6 separate regions of the Mus musculus genome follow, and all the other regions are linked to region 2. A link is a contact called in public HiChIP or PLAC-seq and promoter capture Hi-C data. All regions are on one chromosome and are shown on one strand. Each heading gives the region's core, a stretch centred on a gene start, on an enhancer-like site or on the middle of the called end of the contact. The rest is flanking DNA. Distances are from core to core; before and after follow the strand shown. Region 1 has its middle 150 kb from the start of Gm29922. Region 2 holds the start of Prkaa2 (protein kinase, AMP-activated, alpha 2 catalytic subunit). Region 3 has its middle 63 kb from the start of Gm29922. Region 4 overlaps Gm30199 (a long non-coding RNA gene). Region 5 has its middle 24 kb from the start of Gm30266. Region 6 has its middle 100 kb from the start of Gm29922.

Region 1 (3,326 bases), core at 380-2,879, 580 kb after region 2:
TGTCTAACTGACAGACTTTCACTTTTAAGGATTTACAAAACCAGGGTCCCCCTAACCCAACCCTGCCACACCCTCATTTTCATCCTCATTGGATTCATGATTGCTAGGGGTTGAGAAAATTAGGACTAATTTTCTCTGTCTTTCTTAGTTGACTTGTGGTTATTTATTGAGTATATCTGCTCTGCAGGCCAATGGTAAGGGGTAGGGATGCTGGGACAAAGAAATGTGAGGTCTTTTTCCATCTTTCATCCCTGTTTCAATCTGACTCCAGGAAAAATAGTAGAACTCATGCAGCAAGTTAAATGGAGCAAATTTAACAGTGGCAATGAACTAATAAGAACTGTGAGGCTACAGAGACGGAGAGACAGTGGTTTAGAGACTAAGGACAGAGCAAGCGGCAGCCATCCATCCATAGGGCTGTAAGGAGCACGAAAGGTGAGCTCCTTACTAAAAGTCTGGAGAGCACAGCATAATGAGGATGCAGAGGAAGAAGTTGAACCAAGAGTGCTAAGACAGCAGAGAGTAGGCAACCAGAAACACACTCCAGAACAGTGGCAGGCATAGGAGGACCCCAGCATCTTCTCCTGCCATCCAACCTTTTCCCCAGCATCTCTGACCGGAAGATGAACAGGATGCCACAAGAGTCTGATAACAAGAGCTTACAGGGGCAGCTTTCTGCACTACAGGGTATGGAAGGGTGGGGAGAGGAAGAAGGACCGTCAAACTTCTCCCTTCCTTTTCTCCAGTCTCACCATCTTCCCTCCTTCCGCCTTCAGTTATTACCACACTGAAACATCAGATATGATAAAAGGTTTGTTCCATATCCGATCTTAAACCACTTAGTGTCTTCAAAACCAGAGCTCAATGTCTTCCTTTGTACCCATAGCCTTGATGAAGCTGGGTTTGTCCTCCTGGTCAAATATCACTTTTCAGCTCTTTCCTACTACCTACGAGATGGTTCTTGGAAGGCAAAGACCTAGATCTGCCTTTTTGCTTGTCTCCTTGTCTTTGGCCAGCCTTTTCTGGATGCTAGGTCTGAACAAAATAGCACATTTGCACAAGAAGACAGGACAGAAAGTCTTGGGTGTTTTCAAATTGGTTATATCAATTAAACCAGGGGATCAGAAGCCCAGTTCAGAAACTTGAGACAAAACTGGGAACCTAAGGCATCTCATCGCCAGTGGAAGCACACAGAAAGGGGACTGAACAGACTTGGAACAAGTAGGCTGCAAAAGGGCTTTTGTTAACTGGCTCAACTGCATAACACGTTGCTCTGGTCTGAAGATGGGGTATTGGCTCCATTCCTTTCAGGGTGGTAGAGCTCATCAGAGCATTGCATATTCCTTTAAGCTAGGGCAGACATAGACTTCCCTAAAAGTGCCAGATAGTAAATCTTCTAGGCTTTGCTGGAAACACGATCTCTGATGCAACTGACTGGACTGCATCATTAAAGAGCCAAAGCAGCCACAGATAATATGTCAACAAGTGGGTGTGGCTGCGCTCCACCCAAATCACTTAGGAAATGGAAATTAGCCTTCAGGCTGAGTTCCAGTAACTGGTGGGGATGTGGGGAGGCTTTGTCTCCAGGCTGGATAGCCAGCACCATAGTAAGGGCCCTTGGGTTTCAGAAACAATTCCATGATTGGGTATCACTGTGATTCACCGTCTATCGTGCTTCCCTAACCTGTGCCCTCCCTAACCTGTGCCCTTCCTAGCCTGTGCCCTCCCTAACCTGTGCCTTCCCTAACCTGTGCCTTCCCTAACCTGTGTCTCCTCTAAGCTCCTCAGTAACTTCTCTTGTTACTGTCTGGTATGTCGTGCTGGGTTCCTCTGAGCCTATGCTCACTCACTGCAGCCTCTCCAGCACTGCCTATCTTCTCTTTGCTTGGAAATTGCTCGTCCTTTCCTATCAGCTGCATGTACTGGAGGTGTGTGAAACATGGAGAGTTATGGCAAATGCTCTCAGTACATCCAGACTACATTAAATAATCTCTGTGAGATAGCTATTGCTTTTTTGGTTCCCAAAATGATATTTTGCACTTGAAGAACTAAATGACACTAGCAGTAGATAGTGGATGCCATAGCTGGATTACAGAGTATTGTTTTTTAGGATACCATCAAGTGATAACTTATTATCTTATAGAGTAGGAAGTTTAGCAATGAGATCCTCATAGTTTCTCTGCCCCCCACCCCCACCCCAAAAGACTATCAGCAGGCTATGGATAGGAAGCATTTAGTATCAATTACACTCCCAGCAACGAGCTGGGTGGCATGCCTCCTGGCTTCCTCTTAACCTCTCTTGAACTTGGTAGCATAATGTTAGCTTCACCAGGCTTCCTTTAGGGGCCCTGAAATCCTCTGTGATTTCTCCTATCACGTCTTCTAGCAGAAGAACAAATTCACCTTACTCCCCGTATTCTCTGATAATGTACTTATATATTTTACAAAACTGATGATAGCATTTCCGTGTGTGTGTGTGTATGTGTGTGTGTTGTATTATATATATATTACCATATATATTTTCTGGGACAGTGTTTCTCTGTGTAGCTGTCCTGTAACTCATTTTGTGGACCAGGCTGGCCTTGAACTCAGATATCTGCCTGCCTCTGCCTCCAAGTGCTGGGATTAAAGGCATGTGCCACCACCCAGCTACTCTTACAATTTAACATATGCACCTAAATTTCAAATTTCCTAGTAGACTTCAAGATTAGCCAATCTCTGTATCCAAAAGCAATATGCATACTTAATGAGTGTGTAATATGTCTTTGTCGTACTACTGTTGCCAAGTTTTATACTTGTAGTTTGTTTAATCCATTCATAAGAAGGTTGTTATTTTTATTGTCCCTATAGCATATCCAATGCTTCCATAGACTCAATTCATTTTCCCTTTCTTATTTTTCTTATCTTTACTTCTACAAGTTCTCTTTTTTAGTGAAGTGCTTTGGATGGCTAAGTGGGTATAGAGAGATCTCTTCATGCTAACTTGATTTCAACATATACTTTCAAAAATCTTTTTATTGTCCTTCTGTGGCTTGACTATTTGCGCATTTTAGGGCCATTTATATTGAATAACTATTAACTACAATTTCTCCTGCTTTGGATCTTGGCAATCCTTCTGATATGCACTGCCTGTTGTTTATATTTTGGAATTCCTGCATCGTGAGCTGATGGTCTGTGTAAATTAGCTCACATGGGTCTTCTTCATATCACATCCACACTGCACTGTGGACTGCTGTCTGGGTTCCTCAGTGTGAAGGAACTAGTATGTATCTAGGGATGAAGAGTGAGAATTCCAGTACTTGGAATCCCTTGGATCAATTTTGACT
Region 2 (3,447 bases), core at 754-3,253:
TTTTTCTCATAAGCCAAAGGTCCCTTCTGCTCCATTTATATTTTAGGAAGCTGGCGCTTAGAAGCAGACAGAGACTATAACCAAATATTTTCGAACTATCCCTTGACAATGGCCTGAGAAATCAGATCGGGTATTCCACTCTACATCAAGAGGAAAAAAAAAAAAGCAAGCGCAAACAAAAGCACTTAGCAGAACATGAAAGCATATAGGCTAAGTTATATAACTTACCCTAAATGGCAAAGCAGCCGTTTGCATAACTTTGCAATGCCACAGCAAAGCAGTTCTCTGCAAAGATGGTGGCAACATCATTATCTAATCTCTATCATTATCATCTCCCAACTATCCACAACTCTTACAAGATCCCAACTTCACAAGACTTCAAAGAATTTTACAAACATTTTAGGTCTTTACAAAAATACCCACTCCGTGAGGCCACGTGGCACCTTAATATAATCTGCCAACCTCACAAAAGGCTCCATCCTTCCTTCCCCTGTTCTCCTTTCTCAATAGGAGGGGGCCATATACTTTTCACATGTATTCTGATTGTCTTTCCCTCATAGCGAGTAAGTCCCAGGAGAGCTCAGGTTTTGCTCTTTCCTAGAACTCCGTTGCCCAGAACAGTTCCCCGCATGTGGTGAGAGCATTCAGTGTTTTCTAGTTGTACAAACCGGTATTAGATACACCAAGAGGAGTTAATCCTCGCAGGAATGAGGAGTCTCTCCCTTCTATTCAAACCTTCACTGGAGGTTAAAATGTAGAAAATAAGCCTCAGCATAAAATCCCCAGACTGCTTACCCGATATTTATTCAACAACAACAAAAGGCTAATGTTTCACTTTTAATTCCCAACTTGCTACCAAGTATTTTTTTTAACAAGAGCTGTAGTTCTGTTAAAAGGACGGGTAATCAAACCCCATGTGACTCTTATTAACTAATAAGAAAGCAAAGCAAAGTTTAATACTTAACTAGTTTAGTGCAGTGTGACATTTCAAAAGCAACCAGTTTTTTTCCAAAACCCCCAAAGCAGTCCCTTCACCAACAAACATACCCCTTGCCTAAGCAAGTCTGACCTCTTGGGGACCCAAAGTCGATCACCAAGCAACATTTTCTCCCAGACCCTGACCACAGAATCCTTCCTTGAACCAATCAACCTACAGAGCTAGGGGTTCTCCTAAATTCTCTGTCCAACCCGCTGCATTCCAGCGTTTTCACACACCCAGCAGAGGGACTTGGCACCTCTCTGCTATGGGCATGCCCCTGGTCAACTCCACCATCAAAGGACTGGGACAGGGAAGAATCTGGGAAAGGCAGGGACCTCATCAGCAAGGCCAAAATTGGAGGACATCTTAGACCTCACCCTGAATCTGCCAATTCTCTGTGACCTTGGGCGTGTCTCTGAAGCCTTGGAGCTCGAGTTCTCTCACCTTTAAGGTGAGGACCGCACCCGGCCGGTGCCACGTTAAGGATTAAGTGTGACCACAGATGAGGCTCCACGCAGAGCACTTGGCACCAGTGGGAGACCCCCTCCCAATTCGCGGCGGGCGCCGTGACTCCCCCATCCTCCCCACGCTTCGGGGCCCTTCGGACTGGGCCAATCGCCCAATTCTGCAGACAAGCGAGCTGAGGCATAGAGAAAAGACAGGGCGCTCGGAGGCACCCCCCGCCAAGGCACACCCCATAACCGCTGGTCCCCCCGGACCCACGCCCGGGCTGCGGCTCCAGGTGCTTGTGCCCCGGGCTCGCCCGCGAGCGCTCCACCTGCCACCCGGCCTCGCTCGCGCCTGCCCGCCCGCCCGCGCCGCTGCACTCACTCTTCACTTTGCCGAAGGTGCCGACGCCCAGGGTGTCCCCCAGGACGTAGTGTCCGATCTTCACCCGCCCGTCGTGCTTCTGCTTCTCAGCCATGTTCGGCGCACGGGCTCCCCCTGCCGCGGGCTCTGAGCGCCGCCGCCGCTACCGCTGCCGCCGCCGCTACCGCCGCCACCGCCGCCGCCGCCGCCTACCCACAGTGCAGCGGGCCCGGGGGGCGGGACGGGGACGCCCGGGGCGCGGTGGGGAGAGCGCAGCCCGGCGCGTGTGGACGCAGGCTGGGGGAGCAGAGCCGAGGCGTCCCGAGAAAAGCCCAGGGCGGTGAAGATGGAAGGGATGAATCTGAGCGCGACCGAGATGGAAGGAGAATCTGAGGAGAAGTGGGGGTGACGGGGTGTAGACCGTGAGCCATGCCTCGGGACCAGAGGGCAAGGCGCTGGAGAGGGCGGCCCGCCCCTAGCCCCTGGCACGCTCCCCCTAGCCAAGGTTTGTTTGTCTGGGAACGTTCTAGTCCGTACCCTCTTCAGATGGCGTCCCATTGTTTTGTAGTTCCTGGTCGTGTTATTGTTAGGTCTCAACCCCCAGACAAACTGCCAACGGAGACGCCTAGCATTAACATAGCAAAGGTGACGTGACGCTGGTTCTCTCAGCATCCCTTAGTCCCCACCTGGTATAGGGTCCTCCTGCCTGGCATACCCTGACCCCTACCCTGAACTCTCCAGCCCGGGGACTGAGCTGCCCCTTCCCTCAGGTCCTCTGATCCCTAGATAATTCAGCCATTTTGGCTGTGCCAGTTTCTTAGCCCAGGCCACCCACCCCTCTTAGGCTTGGCTCCTCTCTTGCTCTCCCTCCCTCTCTCTCCTCACATGGCCCTGCTGAGTCTGACCATGTGTCTCTGCCTCTGCTTCTGCCTGTATGTTCATTTTATCTATAACAGGCCTTCCTCATTGTGTTAGTTAAAGCTTTTATTGTTGCGATAAAACACCATAACCAGAAAGCAAGTTGGGGAGGGCAGGGTTTATTTTTTACACCTCCACCGCACTGTTCATCATTGAAGGAAGTCAGGACAGGAACTCAATGCATGGAACCTGGAGGCAAGAGCTGATGCGGAGGCCATGGGGGGTTGGGGAGGGGTTGCTGCATACTGGTTGGCTCATCAGGGCTGGTCCAGCCTGTTTTCCTACAGACCCCAGGACCACCAGCGCAAGGATGGAACCACCCGCAATGGGCCCTTCCCCACCAATCACTAATTAAGCCTTACAGCTGGATTTTCTCAGTTGAGGTTCCCTCCTTTCAGATGACCTTGTGTCAAGTTGCCATATGACAAGCCAGCACATCCACCATACCCAGGAGCAGTTATGGTCTCCTTTTATTTCTTTTCTTCATTCAGTTATATAGACAATCGTGTTATAGAGATAAAAGACATTCTCTTCAGGACTCTCAATTCTAACTCATTTGAACAAAATTTCCCAATAAATCATAGACACAGCCCTAAGTATATTTCAGCACTTGCATACATGTGTGTAGATATGCATTATATACGGGACAAGGGAGAAATACTAAAAGAAATAGGAAATAATTTACATGTGCAGGTAAATGTAGAACATAGACAAAACACAGAAGGGATCAAAGAATTGTG
Region 3 (3,523 bases), core at 753-3,252, 800 kb after region 2:
GCCAAAGTAACAGCTGTCTTGGTACAAAAGGAGAAACTGAAACCCAGAACAGAAGATGGGATTGCTATCCTCAGCTGGCTAGCACATTAGCTATTTCTTTTCTGTTACAGAGAGGTCTACAAGGGACTGGAAACAAGAGTCTGTGAATGTTCCAGTTGGCATTAGGAAGGGAATAGAATGTAAACTCGTCCCTTTGTGCGTCAAGGTTGGAATGTGGGAAGGACCAGGATAAAGTCTATTTCTAATGAGCAATCTTCAAATCCAGACAAGGAAATAGAAGCTTGGAGAGACGAGCATCAGTGTCCAAGAAGACGGAAAACACTAAGGCATATGTTCCAAACTATGATAACAAGGCCAGCTAAGATCAGCCCTGTTTGGCTTTGCATCCTAACAGCTTCTAGCATTTTGCCATGAGAGCCAAACAGGGCTTCCAAATGTTCTGAGCAGTTACTTTGAGCCAAGCATCTCTCTAATACCTTTTACATCTCAGCATTAAGATTGCCACACTGGATGGCAAGCATCCTTCTCCTCATGGCTGATGACAAACATGAAACTCAGAAGGGCAAACAGAAATGTTCAAGATTACACCCTAAATTGAGAGCAGGGGACCCATTTTGAATCCAGGCTCTCACCACACCAGCTTTCCCTCTCCGTGTTACCATCATGGCTGCCTTTATCTTGTCCTGTGGGTACCAGGCACCTGGGTATTTCTATTTCCCAAAGACTCTTCCTTATTCCTTCATTCTCACACTCCCTGAACCTGGATGCTACCAACCACCATTTTCTTGATAATGAAAAAACGCTTCTCTACCCATCCACAGGCCTATTATGTCGTCTTCACTATCTGTAGAGGACCAACTCACATGCCACCTGGTCCATGGTCCTGAGGCACAAGGTTCCTTTTCTTCTCCGCCGCCGAATGGTATTGTTCTGTTTCTTCTCTGTTGGTAAGTGCCTCTGTATTTCACATTGTATGCTTCCCTGCTCCAACCCCGGATACCATCACTGGTCATTGACTTGATTGTATCTATGCCTAGACAGTCTAGTGGTCATAAGACTCCAATGTCCAGAGCTCTGCCTCATCATTGACATTGGCTGAAGAGACATCAGCAAAAAGCAAAATGAGGGGGGATGCTACATACTTCCTATGCCCAGATGCTCTTTATCGATCTGCTAGCCCATGTGTGAAGACCGCCTGGAGGAAGGCCTCTCTGTGTCTCAGATCTCAGGGACATCTCTCTAAAGCACTGCTGTGATTTTGGTCCGCCTCATCCAGTTGGCTCTGATGTCTAACAGGCATTGCAATTGCTTTGGTGAAATCAGTAGTTTGTCAGGCTTGGTTACGGCTATTCTTGGAAAAGATCGGGGTGCGGGGAGTGTGCAGAAACTGGTGTGGTAATAATTTAAGTTTTATCCAAATAAGATGTTTCATGAAATGTGCAGGACTGCTTGAAGTGACACATTTCTGGCATCTGATTGTCCCTGGAAGAGATAAAAGGCAGACGAGAAAAGAGCATACTGTAGGAGCTCTCGCCACCTCGGAACCAAGCCACTTTTGTTTCCAATTTCCAGAGAAAGGGGGTGGGGAAAGAGATTCTCTAAAGGTAAATGAGTGAAATGGCCATTTCTCCCTCCCTCCCCCCCCCCCCCGTGTGTGTGCGCGCACGTGTGCAAGTGCAAGTGTGTGTGTGTGTGTGTGTGTGTGTGTGTGTGTGTGTGAGAGAGAGAGAGAGAGAGAGAGAGAGAGAGAGAGAGAGAGAGAGAGAGAGAAAACATCAGGTATCTGATAATTTCTAGCATGTGCTTTCCAGTCTCTGAATCATTGTCCATCTGTTGGCTCACAAGTCTGTGGAGTAACCAAACTTACAGCAAAGGGGAAAGTGCTTGAAGCTTAAACTCACAGGTGTGATTTAAATTTTGCATTGTCTTTTTAAAGAGCCCTTTTGCATGACAAGTGTTTTCTTTTCCTGACCTCTGCTGCTTCTTTCAAAATGTAAAGGTTGACTCTCTGAAGACAGCTATCCCCCACCACCACTAGGCCATTTGATCCAAAAGAAGTGATCCAAGACCCTAGCAAGATAAAAGCCTTAAACAGAAGAAACATTTCTGGCCCCAGATTTTAGTCTGAGCTTGCTGATGGCCTGCTGGATGGCTATGAGTAAAGTCACTTCAACTGACTTAAATTTCCCAGCCAGAGATGTTGTCATTTCCTCCCTCTGCTCTCATGCTATTTTAACACTAATTTACAATTTAAGTTTTGTCTGTAGAGGAGGTTCTCCTTGGCCATGCTGTATGGAATGGTCTCTCCCAACATTATTCTGTTCTGTTAGACCTTTAACTGAAACTCCCCCACTGTTTTCTCTGTTTATCTCTTTAATTGGTAGTTTCTGACTATCTCTTCAACTAGAATGTCAGCTCCTTCTGAGAGGGACAAAGGACAGCCAGGTCCACACTGTTCAGCAGCCTGTCACCTTGGTGAGATAAGTTCTCATATATATTGGTGGAATGGAAGCTGTTGCCTCCGGGCAATCATGTCTTCTGCTAATACAGAACTTGACTTACTACAAAGGAGGAAGAATACATCTCCACCAATGGCTCACCCCATACCTCAGCCTTGACAGTGAATGAATGTCTATGACTACATGCTTGTCCTTGGTAGCTCCACCGGGAACTGAAGAAGAAAAGCAATTGTCCACCTCGTTAGACAGCCTTTGGATAGTCCTGATAGCTAGATCATTAGTGGCAATGGCATACTCCTCAGAAGTGTAGCATGACCTAATCTATTTCCTATGCCACGGGGAAGAGCTCTCTCTCTCTCTCTCTCTCTCTCTCTCTCTCTCTCTCTCTCTCTCACACACACACACACACACACACACACACACACACACACTTCAGTGGACTGTTATCTTCGACACATCTGTCTACAGAGCACTTCCTGTTGCCCATTTCCTGTCTCCCTGCCACAGGCATCTGGTGAGAGACACCCAGCAGTTATCCCTCCCTAACTTGACTGACTCAGGAAGCCATCCTTGTTCTTACAGTTGTTTAGGTGAACTTGGGTTCTGCTTCACCAATCCAAACATGTTCCTCGGCAAAGCTGAGCTCACAGTCTCAAATCTAGATCCAGGATACAACAACCTCTGCTTTGCAGTGTGGTTTTCCGGGCTTGTTCAGCCATTAATAAACTTGTTATTTTATGTTCTGTTTTTCTGTGGATTTGCATGGCTCCCCAGAGGGAGGAAGCTTAAGGCTGGGAATTCAACCTCCAGTACCTAAGAGTGTTTTGCTTCACAGTATGTGGTTTTAGGCCACCTGTCTTCTCAAAACTTCAGGCTCACTGAATGGTAGGAAAGAGAAACCAAACACAAGGCTCTTCCCCAAAATTTGGAAAACTGCATGCTAGAAACTTGGTGAATAACTCTCACATGAACTTGGTAGGTAGACCCTGTAGATCAAATGACTGGCTCTAAGAGCCTGTGTTTATTAGCTGGCTCTCAAATAAGAATCCATTTCAAATGGGCAG
Region 4 (3,186 bases), core at 286-2,785, 940 kb after region 2:
ACTCTTGCTTACATACTCTGGAGAAAACAGCGTGAAAGCTTAAGCCAGAGCACAGCTCATACCTGAGTATTAGCCCTTACGTCCTATTTTTAAACTTTTATGTTAACCACGTACGATTATCAATCACAATCCTGCAGTCTACAGCCAAGGATTTCCGTTTTGAACGAGGTTTGAAGAAGAGCAGGTAATAAATCCACAAAATGATCTTCCAATTTTTTTATCCACATAGGGACATTTTGGGAAGAGGCAGCACTCACAAGTCACTACACAGGATCAGGTTAATAAGTCTGTACTTATTCACAAGACAAACAAGACAAGATATATATGTACTTATTATATGTACTTATTCACAAGACAAACCAGGACATATATGGCCAACCTTTATATCTAAAATGGGACAGAACTGGAGTCCAAATTCAGAAGCGGCGAATCTGCCTCTGCCCTCCTCGGAGCTACCTCCAGGAATCTGATTCCTTGCTCTAGCCTGGGGAACTGTGGAGAAAAGGTCTCTTCCAGATGAGGAGAAATAGTGTGCTCTTCCCTGTCTGTTTCTTGTCAGGGCTGGGCAGCTGATGTGTTTCTGCTTTGCCTCCAGTCCAGAGCATGGGTGACATGTCCTGGTTTTATTAGGACAGATTGCAAAAGCCAGAACCAAAAGGACCACATGAGGCTGCCTTGGGCTTCCTAGAACAGTCTTCCAGAGGTTCTGAGATCTTTTCTCCCACAGTGCACGGGCACCCAGAGCTCTCAAGACGCAGGTTGTTCCCACCCCCACTGGGCACTGTGAGCACACTGCAGAGTGCAAAACGCTTCCCTCAGCTGCTTCCTGTAGGCCTCACGCCCGCCCTGGAAGAAAGGACTGCAGGTAGCGCTGCTCACTGAACACATAAAGCGCTCGCGTTTGGAGCTGACAGGAACAGAGAAATTTACAGAGCCACCAGCCCAGCTTCTCTTTCTTGGCCCAGCCTCTCTTTCCTTTGTAACTACCCACTCTGCCATTTACAGATTTGGAAATAGAAAACCTTGCCAAATTGCTTCAAAAAAATCTGACCTCATAAAATCTCTTCTTCCATTTTTAAGAGAGGAAAATCGAGTCCTTAATGATTAGTTTAAGTCAATTTATTGAAGTACAAAAATGGAAAATCTGTCCAGTCCAGTTTTTTTTTCTGACTTCGAGGACATTGTTCAGCCTGGTGCTATGGCAGTGGTGGTGCTTAAGAAACCAGCAGTGGCATTGCTCGGGCATCTTCTGTGCTGCCTGATGACAGGTGACACCTCATCAGTCCCCAACTTCCAGATACAGAAACTGAAGCATTAAGGCGCAGTCGCTCTCCGGAGACGGCCCAAACTTCAAAGTCACTGTCAGAGAGTCCGTTTCAGCAGACACTTGTTCCTTCAGATTTCTTCTGTGCTGGGTCCTGTGCGAGGGATGAGAGGAAAACTGAGAATCGACCACACCTTTCCCTCCCCTCCAGTCTTCAGCACCTCCTGGCTTACGTAATCCTGGCCTATGGTTTTGTTTCTCTCCCTTGAGAACATTGATGCATCGGGAGATAGCTAAGAGATATCCAGCTCCCTCGATACTATCCTGTCTCATGCCTATGAGTCACGCTTTCCTCCTGTCACCAGAAATCATCCGTCCTGCTGCCACCTGCTGTCCTTTTCTTACAGGTGGCTCCTACTATCCCTTGTCAATGTAAAAGGGACATGCAAGGAACAATTGTTTCCTGGCTCCTCAAGAACTCCACTTCAGCATGTAACAGTCAACTCAGCAAGTCCCAAGCTCCTGGGCTCTCCACCCAGCCTCTCGGGGCACCTGCCTTCTCTGCTAAAGGCAGCTCTGCCTTTCCAGCCAGGCAAGAAGTGGCTTGATCCTTGGATTCTCTCTTTCCCTCATGTTCCTCATACAATGTATCTCCTCCTGGACTTAGCCAGAGCAGGTGTGAACTACAGACCTCTCAGGGTGAAGGGAACCCACTTGGAGAGATGGCTCAGCAGTTAAAAGTACTTACTGTTGCTGCAAAGGACATTCTCAGTGTTCTGCTCCCAGCACCCACATGGCAGCTCACAACTGTCTGTGACTTCAGTTCCAGGAAGTCTAATGTCCTCGTGTTCTCCTAGGCTCCAAACACACACACACACACACACACACACACACACACACACACACACACACACACACACACACGAGTATGCAGGCAACACACTTGTACACATAAAACAAATAAAAAAGAAACAACAATGTCATAACAGTGGTGGAAAGAGAGGTGGGAAAACTCATTACTAGATTAGGGGATAAGGCCAGGGAACTGTGGCCGAGAGTAATAATAAGTTATTGGTCTATTGGCCTAGCCATGGCACTGCTATTCCCTGGTCCACAGTAAAATCTTTCCCTAAGTCTGAACCTGAGCGAAAACTTGAAGCTAAGGAGGCGTCTTCTGGAATCTCCCTGGACAAGGATGTTTATCAATCATTCCATGAGCTCCCAGGGAGGAAAGTGTCAGTGATACTGAAGCAGGGTGACAGGTACAGTGGCTGTCTCTGCCATGACCACCAGCAACACAACCCAGTAGTGGCTTAGCTATCAAATGCCATGCAACAAATGTCACCAAATTTCAACAGCATAAGATAACAGGCATCCACCGCCCCACACAGCATCTGAAAGCCAGGAACACAAGAGCAGTTTAGCAGAGCGCTCTTGGCTTGTGATGTCAACTGTGAGTAAGGACCACAGTCGTCTGAAGGTTTGATTGGCAGTTCCACAGTATCTCACTCACATAGTTGCTAACGAGGGCTCTGGGTTGTAGATCTATCTTCATAGGGCATCATGAGGGACCTCACAGCAAACAGTTCAAGGGTAAGGGCCAGGAGAAGCTGTGAGACCATTCAAACCTTACCTTGAAAGTCCTACAGGGTAGGGGGGAGTAAACCTTTCCTATCAGAGACAGAGCAAGCAAGGAGTTTGTACATCTATTTCAAAAATCAGTCCCAGAGCCACACCCAGAATTGTTTCTGAACTACGGTGAAAATTAGAGGCATGAAACTTATATTGGGTAATGCAAAAGTGACCGTAATGGATGGATGCCACATCATACAGATTCAAAGTCATCTATCCAGCTCTTCTATTTTATATTTGGGAAAACTGAGGCCTATTGAAGAACCCTGACTCTCCAGCAATGCCCTGCC
Region 5 (3,273 bases), core at 167-2,666, 910 kb after region 2:
ATTGTGGCTCACAACCATCTATAATGAATTCTGATGCCCTATTCTGGCATGTAGGTGTACATGCAGATATAGCACTCTTATGAAGAAAATAAATAAATACATAAATCGTTAAAAAGAAGAAACAAATCAAACAATTGTAGGTGTGTTAAGTAAATAAACAGAATCAGTGGATACATTCCTAAAAGTAGATTTTTATAGGCAGTTACAATACTGTACATTGTCTTCTCCAATTGCAAGCCCCGTGAAAGTCATGACATTTGGACCTCCCTTTATGTCCTCCAGGAATGAAGCTCAGGCTTAGCACACTGTGAGGGCTCTGCTCCCTGTAACCACACAGCTCTGCTGGGAAAGGAGTGACAATAACCAGTGTCTCCTTAAGCCCTGTCCCTAGATGTGGGCTGAGTGACCCTTCTTAGCAAGGGCCTGAGCTGCAGGAAATTATTTGTTTGAAGGTTCCAGTCAAATTGTCAAGTGATCCTAGCCTATCAAGGTGAGAGACAATAGAATCTCTAACGAGTCAGTGATGCTCTATTTGAGACTGGATGGGCAGCATAGAGAACCAGGTGGGATGACTGTCCAGAGGAAGGGATAAAACTCACCACTTACTGTCCCTCGGCAGAGCCCCACCCAGCTCAACCAATAGAGTCAATTCAAGGTTCATGCAACACACACTTTAGTCTTTGACCTGAAGTACTGGTGGAGGTGGCTTGCCTGGAAAAAACTCTGGACCCTTGAAGAGCTACAGTGACAGGTGTTAACATGCAACGTGACAAGAAGAGTCATGTTCATGCAGGGTGTGGAGGTGGCACAAAGACTCTTAGCCAGAGGCAGGAAGAGATACTTAGACTTTGATAATTCAACTCATCTATTTATTGATCCATCCAACAAATAACTGCTGAGAGTTGGATACGACCAACACAGAACAGTGACACAAACACTCCTGTGAAGTTATATATGAGGACTTCTAGACAGAGAAGGCTCACGCCCGAGAGAGCCTTAGTTGTACTGCAGACCACTGGAAATACTATAGAACTTTCCAGAATATAGGCTTTTTTTTTTCTGGGGCAGTTTTCTGTGCTTTATGAACAGGAAAGTCACTACCTGGTCTTTGTTTTCTGCCCTCTTTCCTCTGCTTTAGGACTACCACTGCTCAGAGCCCATCCAGGGCTCTTTACCCAAGGCTCTCCATCCAGGGCTCTCCATCTAGGACTTCTCCGTCTCTTCTATCTCCTTACCTTTCCCAAGCTCTTCCATCAGCTTTACCCTGAACAGTATAATAATTTCCAGCCACTTAGATGAAATGACAGTCATACAAATAAAAAAGTGAACATGTGTTAAAGATTTATTTAACTCATTAATGAGGGGAGCAGCCAGATGGCAGAGCTGAAGTGGAGGGTGCTGGGAGAGCTGTTTATATTACATAAGCACTGCAGTAAGAATGTGAGGAAGACTTCTTGCTAGATACAGAGCTGGTTAGTAACCTTCAGAATAGTTAAGACCACAATATTTGGAGTATTGGGGGGGCTTTTTTTCTACAAGACAAAAGCTATTTGCATCCAAATAAGACACTAATCCACAAATCAACATGTAATGTCACAGAGTATGAACTTTCATCAATAGTAAACAATGTGTCAGAACACAAGTGCATTCCCTCCGGGTAGGGACTGGCATCAAGGTCTTGCTTTTGTAAATAAAGTTTTATTTACTCCTATGGTGCCCATTCATTTTACCCTTGCTTGTCTTTGGCTGCTAGGGTTGGTTATTGTTGACTGTGACCAAGACCTATGAATCCTATGACCAAAACATTTGTTATCTAGTCTTTTTAAGAAGTCATGGAGAGGTAACCCTTGGGTGAATCTGTTAGCCATGTCCTCCTATAACAGTGCAAAAGAGACAAAGACCTCCTTACCTCACTTGCACATTTAGGACAGTTAGTCTGTGCCTCTTCACCCTGGTTTCTTCTCTATCACTGTCCAGACTGTCACCAGGCATTCAGAAGCATACGTCTCAGGGACTTGGCTCTCTACTTAAAATCTTCCCAAGTCCCCATCACATGCTGGTCCAACTGACCTTGCACAAAATCTCAACGCCCTAGGCCCCCAGTTACCTTGTGGCAGATGCTGCTAGGATACTATAGGTGAGACAACACATCTCCCTGCGGGTACCCCACAGACATCTCCAGCTTTGTCTGTGGTGAGCATGTCTTGTTGTCTACCTACACCCTAGGGCAGAAGGAAGACTTTGGTGCAAGGGAATTGAAACTGAGGTATGGTTCAGAGGTCAGACATCACAGTTAAAGCTGTGTTGGATGGGCAATCTAGAGATGTAGTGTACGACATAAGGGAAGAGAGTTTATAGGCGTGGGGTGTCCACTGTTGGAGATATTCGCTAGCAGGGTTTCAGTGCTCACACCCTATAAACAAAAGGTATCTGCCTAAGGTCAGTGGATGTGTGAGCTTGCTTGACGATAGCAACCACTTCTCTGTCACATCTGTGTATCAGAACATGCTGTCCACCCTAAATGTGAATAGCAAACGAGGATTTAGTAGCAAGTAGCCCCCGCCCCTGGTTTCTGGGGACAGGCTTGTTTATGAATCTTGGCACCTGGTTCGGTGTGCCGCAGCCTGAGTGTGTTCTCACAGCCCCTGCCTTGGAGTTGCTTTGAAATGAGTACTGTGCCGAGATGCAGAGACAGAGGAAGAGACAGGAGCGCAGCTGGAGGGGTGGGCCAAGAGGACAACATCTGCTTTCTATTCCCCAGGCTCAGGGCCAGGCGCCCTCTTGGTGTAGCGTTTCTCCATTCTGTATAAACAGAAAGGATGATTCTCATAATCTCGGCAACAGAATACGCAAGCATAAAAACGGGTCATATTTTACTTTAATGAGAGAAATGAGGGACGATTTCCTTCACACAGAGAAGCCTGGGTTGCTATAATTAACACCAAATGGTCCCGAGGCCAGTTGCAAACATGATGAAGAGGTTGTTGGGATTGGAAGAAACCTGGAGCTTCAGGAGCTGTTGAAACATTGCCAGCCTCCATTATACCATCCGCAGCCACCACTGCTCCAGCTGGCCAGTGCTAGCTCCCGAAAATAAGGGACAGGAATTAGCATTGTTAAGCACTTTCTATGTGTTTTACACACATACTTGTTCAACTAAGCGTCAGAACATGCATATACCACACAACACACTACACACACCATACCATACTCACACAATACACACATACCACACTCAGACACACACATGAGTCCCACATACACACATACTAC
Region 6 (3,486 bases), core at 28-2,527, 840 kb after region 2:
TGTGAATGCTTGGCCCATGGGGAGTGTGGCTTTGTTGGAGAAACAAAAACCAGGGTTAAACCAAAAAGTTCTGCCCCAGCTAGCTAGGCCCCATATCCAAAATGTTTTATGGTCTCCCAAAACAATGGCACTGGATGGGGAACAAGAGTTCAGACATAGGAACCTGTGAAGGGTGGCATTTCACATTCTAACCACAACACAGAGGTTCAGAGAGGACAAACCACGTAGTGAATTAGCCAGGAAGAAACCGAATTCATATCAGCCTGACTGTGGACTCCAAACTCCAGCCAGGCACCCTGCCATGTCAGGAGTGTCATTTACACGGACTCAACCCAGACAGTGTCTATCAACCCTGCTGTCCCTGGAACTCCATGAGGTCCACTGCATCTCGCTGCCATGTCTGCTACTGTACCTTGACTCTGATGTTTACAGAAAGAGTTTCTGCCCTCGTCTGTGTGGTCTGAAGCAGCAAATCCAATGTCAATTCTGTGCATGCTCAATATCAGTTCGGATAAACCGGTTAGCAGAGTGTGTACGATAAAGCTCTCTGCCAAGTCGTAAACTAAGCACTCAAACAAACAGAGGCAAAATCAAATGAAGATCTAATTAGCATGGTCCAATTACCCCGGCCCCTTCCAGCTAGTCAAGGCTAATCTATAACAAACACCAGCTTAGCAAAATAAACTACCTAGTTTCAAGCCTGGGGTTTTTCTCTCTCACTTTGTTCCTCCAAACCCACCCCTACACACACACACACACACACACACACACACACACACACACACCATCTCATTTCTTGTTTTCTTCTCACTCTCTCTGTTCCATCGTTTTCATTTTCTTTTCTTTCTCTTCCTTCCTTTCCTACCTTGCTTTCTACCAATGCCTGCTTGTCTGCAGGTTTAACAAAGGAGCCTATGAGAAACTTAAACAAGCCCCTTATACAAGCAGGATTCTGAAAGCGATCAGTCAGCCTTTCTCTTCTGACACAGACAGACTTGAGCTCATCTCCAACACTTTTTACCATCTTCACATCTGTGCCCATGGACAGCACAGAGCCTAGGAGCTGCAGAGCAGACCCTGGGTGAATGGCATCAGAGGTGAAGCTAATGACGGCAGGTCAGAGAAGCAAACACATCAGGTACACACTGGTGGGGAACCCCAAAGGAGAGAGCAGTTTAGTTTACCAACCAAACTGGAGGCGGGGTTCTCCCGGGACACTGGGATTAGAATGGATCTTCTGCCTTCTTTAATTGTCTCTGACGTAGGAAAGGTGTTGGTTCCTTCCTGACTGGGCAGCAGGAAGGAAGCTTCAGGCACGGCAGACACTGCCTGGCAAGAACTGTGGGCAACAGACCTGAAGCCTTCTTTCCACCACTTGGCTCCAACCCCAACTAAAAACAAATAAGGAAGAAAAAATCCATTCCAAGCAGAGAGCATGATGTGGCAAGTGAGCCAAGCTCTTTAATAACGTGAAAATTGAAGCAATTGGAGGATAGTTTTTAATAAACATACAGTTCACACTATGAAAGCATGGAAAGTTTCCCCTGTAATGCAGCATGACCACAAAGCTTCAAATGTTGGTTCATTTGCATGCAACTCCTGCTCTAACTCTCTGGAATCCAGAGGAAATTCGTACTAAGCTGGGAGTGGATTCTACCCACTGCCCGGCCCCGCTCCCCCCCCCCCCCAGCCATGTGAGGCTAGGGAGTTCCATTCCCTCAGAATCCCATCTCCACACCTGTCTTCAACCTATACAATGTCAACAAACAAGCACACAGTTAGAATCCACCTTGAAGAGTCTTGCTGAAGACTACACAAGATTAACAGGGTCAAATCTAAGAAAAGGGTACTGGAATGGAAGTCAGTAACAGTCTAGCATCTTTTCAGACATTGCCTCGTTTGCATTTTGATCAAGTTGAAGCCCCTTCAATTCTCTGGGCCTTGCAGTCTTTCTACTCAAAACTAAACTGAACTCCTGGGAATACAAAATGATACCGGTACTATGTAAAACAAGTTGACATTTGTTACCAAATTAACCATACCTTTACGGTGGGTTATGCCAATCCCATGACTAGCAATCCATCCTGGAGAAACAAAAAACGTAATGTTTCTAAAACCTCTTCATGCTGTGTTTAGTCAGTCTAGCCACAATCAGTTAAAGGTAGATGGAACCCACATGACCTTTAGCAAGAAGAATTGAAGGTGTGTCCAGCCATCCAACAGAACAGAATTTGGCTATAAAAACAAATCTACATGTGTAACAACTTCAATGGATATTGTAGAGATCATGCTGTGTGAGCCCCTTGATCTGCTGCTATTCTTTCCTTGTGAAAGAAAGTATCCTCTGTAGTAACAGCAGACAGATCAGTGGTTGTCAGGAATGAGCGGAGGTAAGAAGGAGTGACACAAAAGAGACCACACTGGGGGTGGTTTTGGAATGATGGCACTGTCCTGTAGTCTGTATCCTGACCTAGGAATCTGGGACTGTGAACTGAAGTGGAAGATCTACTCTGTCTGCTTACAACAAATAAGTAGAGAGAATAAATTTAATGGGAAACAGGAAAAGAAGCCCATGTGTCCTTTGTTTATTTATTCCATTTTGTTTGGGATTTTGGTTCATAAGGTATTTAATCTGGTTCTCAGAGCTCAGATATTCCAACTAAGAAGCATAAAGTAGGGCTTGCCTGGTAAAGGCTACTACAATACTTGAATCCTATCCTCCCTACCTCCAACTCTGGATGCTTTCCAACACACCCCAAAAGGTAATCCCCAAAATCCTTTCTAAACATCTATATGTGTGTTCACAGGAGGAAGCAACTCTATGGGTGTGTGTATGTGTGTGTGTGTTGTTTGGTTTGCTCCAAGTCCCTATGGCAACCTGCTCAAATCCTCAAGCATGTGCCTATTTTCTTATAAGGAAACAAAACAATTCCATTTGCAATTCACTCATGGGAAGAGACTTTCAAAAATATTATTCATTATGATGTACATATGTGTATCACAGAGAATGGGGGCACATGGGTCAGGATACATGTGTGGAATTCGGAGAACAACTTTGTGCAATTGGTTCTCTCCGTCCACCTTTATGTGGGATATGTGGATTGAACTCTGGCTGCCTGGCTCTGGTGGTAAGTGCATGACCCATCAAACCATCTGGATAGTCTACAAGGTACTTTCTAACTGGCTTATTGAGTAAGTGATCAGAAAAATAAATTATTGTATAATGTAAACAATTTATTCATTTGACATATTCTAACTCAGCCATATCTTCGTCTGCCCTATGACTTGGCGCGTGTGATAATTCCCCAGCTGATAATTCTCTCCCCATGTCATTTCCCAGCTACCCTCTACACATCCTTCAGACCTCAGTATAGCAATATTTTGACTAGGACATCTTCTCTTATCCTCTTCCAGCAGGCTTGCCTTGGTACTTGCTTGGTGGCCCTATCACTTACTATATAAGGCTTTATATCAACTTTAACAGTC

The links. Promoter capture Hi-C pulls out the DNA fragments that hold promoters and counts their contacts. HiChIP or PLAC-seq counts read pairs in DNA pulled down with a chosen protein or histone mark.
Region 1: a contact with region 2 is called in an H3K27ac HiChIP or PLAC-seq map of embryonic stem cells, with 4 times the contacts expected there. The contact joins the enhancer-like site here to the promoter of Prkaa2 in region 2. A contact is called at or near these places in 2 of 39 promoter capture datasets (embryonic stem cells and pre-B cells) and 5 of 115 datasets of contacts at active chromatin or transcription factors (acute myeloid leukemia, bone marrow-derived macrophages, embryonic limb bud and 1 more).
Region 3: a contact with region 2 is called in an H3K27ac HiChIP or PLAC-seq map of embryonic stem cells, with 6 times the contacts expected there. The contact joins the enhancer-like site here to the promoter of Prkaa2 in region 2. A contact is called at or near these places in 10 of 39 promoter capture datasets (the C10 cell line, HPC-7-derived erythroid cells, cranial neural crest and 5 more), 9 of 115 datasets of contacts at active chromatin or transcription factors (cardiomyocytes, craniofacial prominence, differentiating embryonic stem cells and 4 more) and 2 of 9 other capture datasets (embryonic stem cells and embryonic tail).
Region 4: a contact with region 2 is called in an H3K27ac HiChIP or PLAC-seq map of trophoblast stem cells, with 5 times the contacts expected there. The contact joins the enhancer-like site here to the promoter of Prkaa2 in region 2. A contact is called at or near these places in 5 of 39 promoter capture datasets (the C10 cell line, the HPC-7 cell line, embryonic stem cells and 2 more), 4 of 115 datasets of contacts at active chromatin or transcription factors (embryonic forebrain, forebrain, pancreatic cancer cells and 1 more) and 1 of 9 other capture datasets (embryonic trunk).
Region 5: a promoter capture Hi-C map of hippocampal neurons shows a contact between it and region 2, with 4 times the contacts expected there. The contact joins the enhancer-like site here to the promoter of Prkaa2 in region 2. A contact is called at or near these places in 2 of 39 promoter capture datasets (hippocampal neurons and liver), 1 of 115 datasets of contacts at active chromatin or transcription factors (differentiating embryonic stem cells) and 3 of 9 other capture datasets (embryonic stem cells, embryonic tail and liver).
Region 6: a promoter capture Hi-C map of liver shows a contact between it and region 2, with 6 times the contacts expected there. The contact joins the enhancer-like site here to the promoter of Prkaa2 in region 2. A contact is called at or near these places in 4 of 39 promoter capture datasets (cranial neural crest, embryonic stem cells, hippocampal neurons and 1 more), 2 of 15 datasets of contacts at CTCF or cohesin (the NIH/3T3 cell line and large pre-B cells), 1 of 484 Hi-C or Micro-C datasets (granulocyte-monocyte progenitors), 6 of 115 datasets of contacts at active chromatin or transcription factors (embryonic forebrain, embryonic limb bud, embryonic stem cells and 3 more) and 1 of 9 other capture datasets (embryonic stem cells).

What each region holds. Positions count from the first base shown.
Region 1 is chr4:105,691,107-105,694,432 of GRCm38.p6, forward strand. No RefSeq gene overlaps it. Among named protein-coding and RNA genes, the nearest start is that of Gm29922, 150 kb to the right of the region's middle. Within about 2 kb of position 1,630, at least 14 of the 459 cell types and tissues checked have an H3K27ac peak or open chromatin away from gene starts, as enhancers often do. A contact at or near this core is called in embryonic stem cells, where this site is marked.
Region 2 is chr4:105,107,895-105,111,341 of GRCm38.p6, forward strand. It overlaps Prkaa2 (protein kinase, AMP-activated, alpha 2 catalytic subunit), which reads right to left and starts at 2,004. Exons shown (of 9, transcript NM_178143.2): 1 at 1,811-2,004. The coding sequence starts at 1,904. It overlaps Gm36893 (a long non-coding RNA gene), which reads left to right and starts at 2,004. Exons shown (of 2, transcript XR_376484.4): 1 at 2,004-2,294.
Region 3 is chr4:105,906,484-105,910,006 of GRCm38.p6, forward strand. No RefSeq gene overlaps it. Among named protein-coding and RNA genes, the nearest start is that of Gm29922, 63 kb to the left of the region's middle. Within about 2 kb of position 2,003, at least 22 of the 459 cell types and tissues checked have an H3K27ac peak or open chromatin away from gene starts, as enhancers often do. A contact at or near this core is called in embryonic stem cells, where this site is marked.
Region 4 is chr4:106,052,891-106,056,076 of GRCm38.p6, forward strand. Gm30199 (a long non-coding RNA gene) reads right to left here. Exons shown (of 2, transcript XR_376494.2): 1 at 2,013-3,186; 2 at 1,105-1,418. Among named protein-coding and RNA genes, the nearest start is that of Gm30199, 3.3 kb to the right of the region's middle. Within about 2 kb of position 1,536, at least 7 of the 459 cell types and tissues checked have an H3K27ac peak or open chromatin away from gene starts, as enhancers often do. A contact at or near this core is called in trophoblast stem cells, where this site is marked.
Region 5 is chr4:106,023,410-106,026,682 of GRCm38.p6, forward strand. No RefSeq gene overlaps it. Among named protein-coding and RNA genes, the nearest start is that of Gm30266, 24 kb to the right of the region's middle. Within about 2 kb of position 1,417, at least 2 of the 459 cell types and tissues checked have an H3K27ac peak or open chromatin away from gene starts, as enhancers often do. A contact at or near this core is called in hippocampal neurons, where this site is marked.
Region 6 is chr4:105,943,819-105,947,304 of GRCm38.p6, forward strand. No RefSeq gene overlaps it. Among named protein-coding and RNA genes, the nearest start is that of Gm29922, 100 kb to the left of the region's middle. Within about 2 kb of position 1,278, at least 7 of the 459 cell types and tissues checked have an H3K27ac peak or open chromatin away from gene starts, as enhancers often do. A contact at or near this core is called in liver, where this site is marked.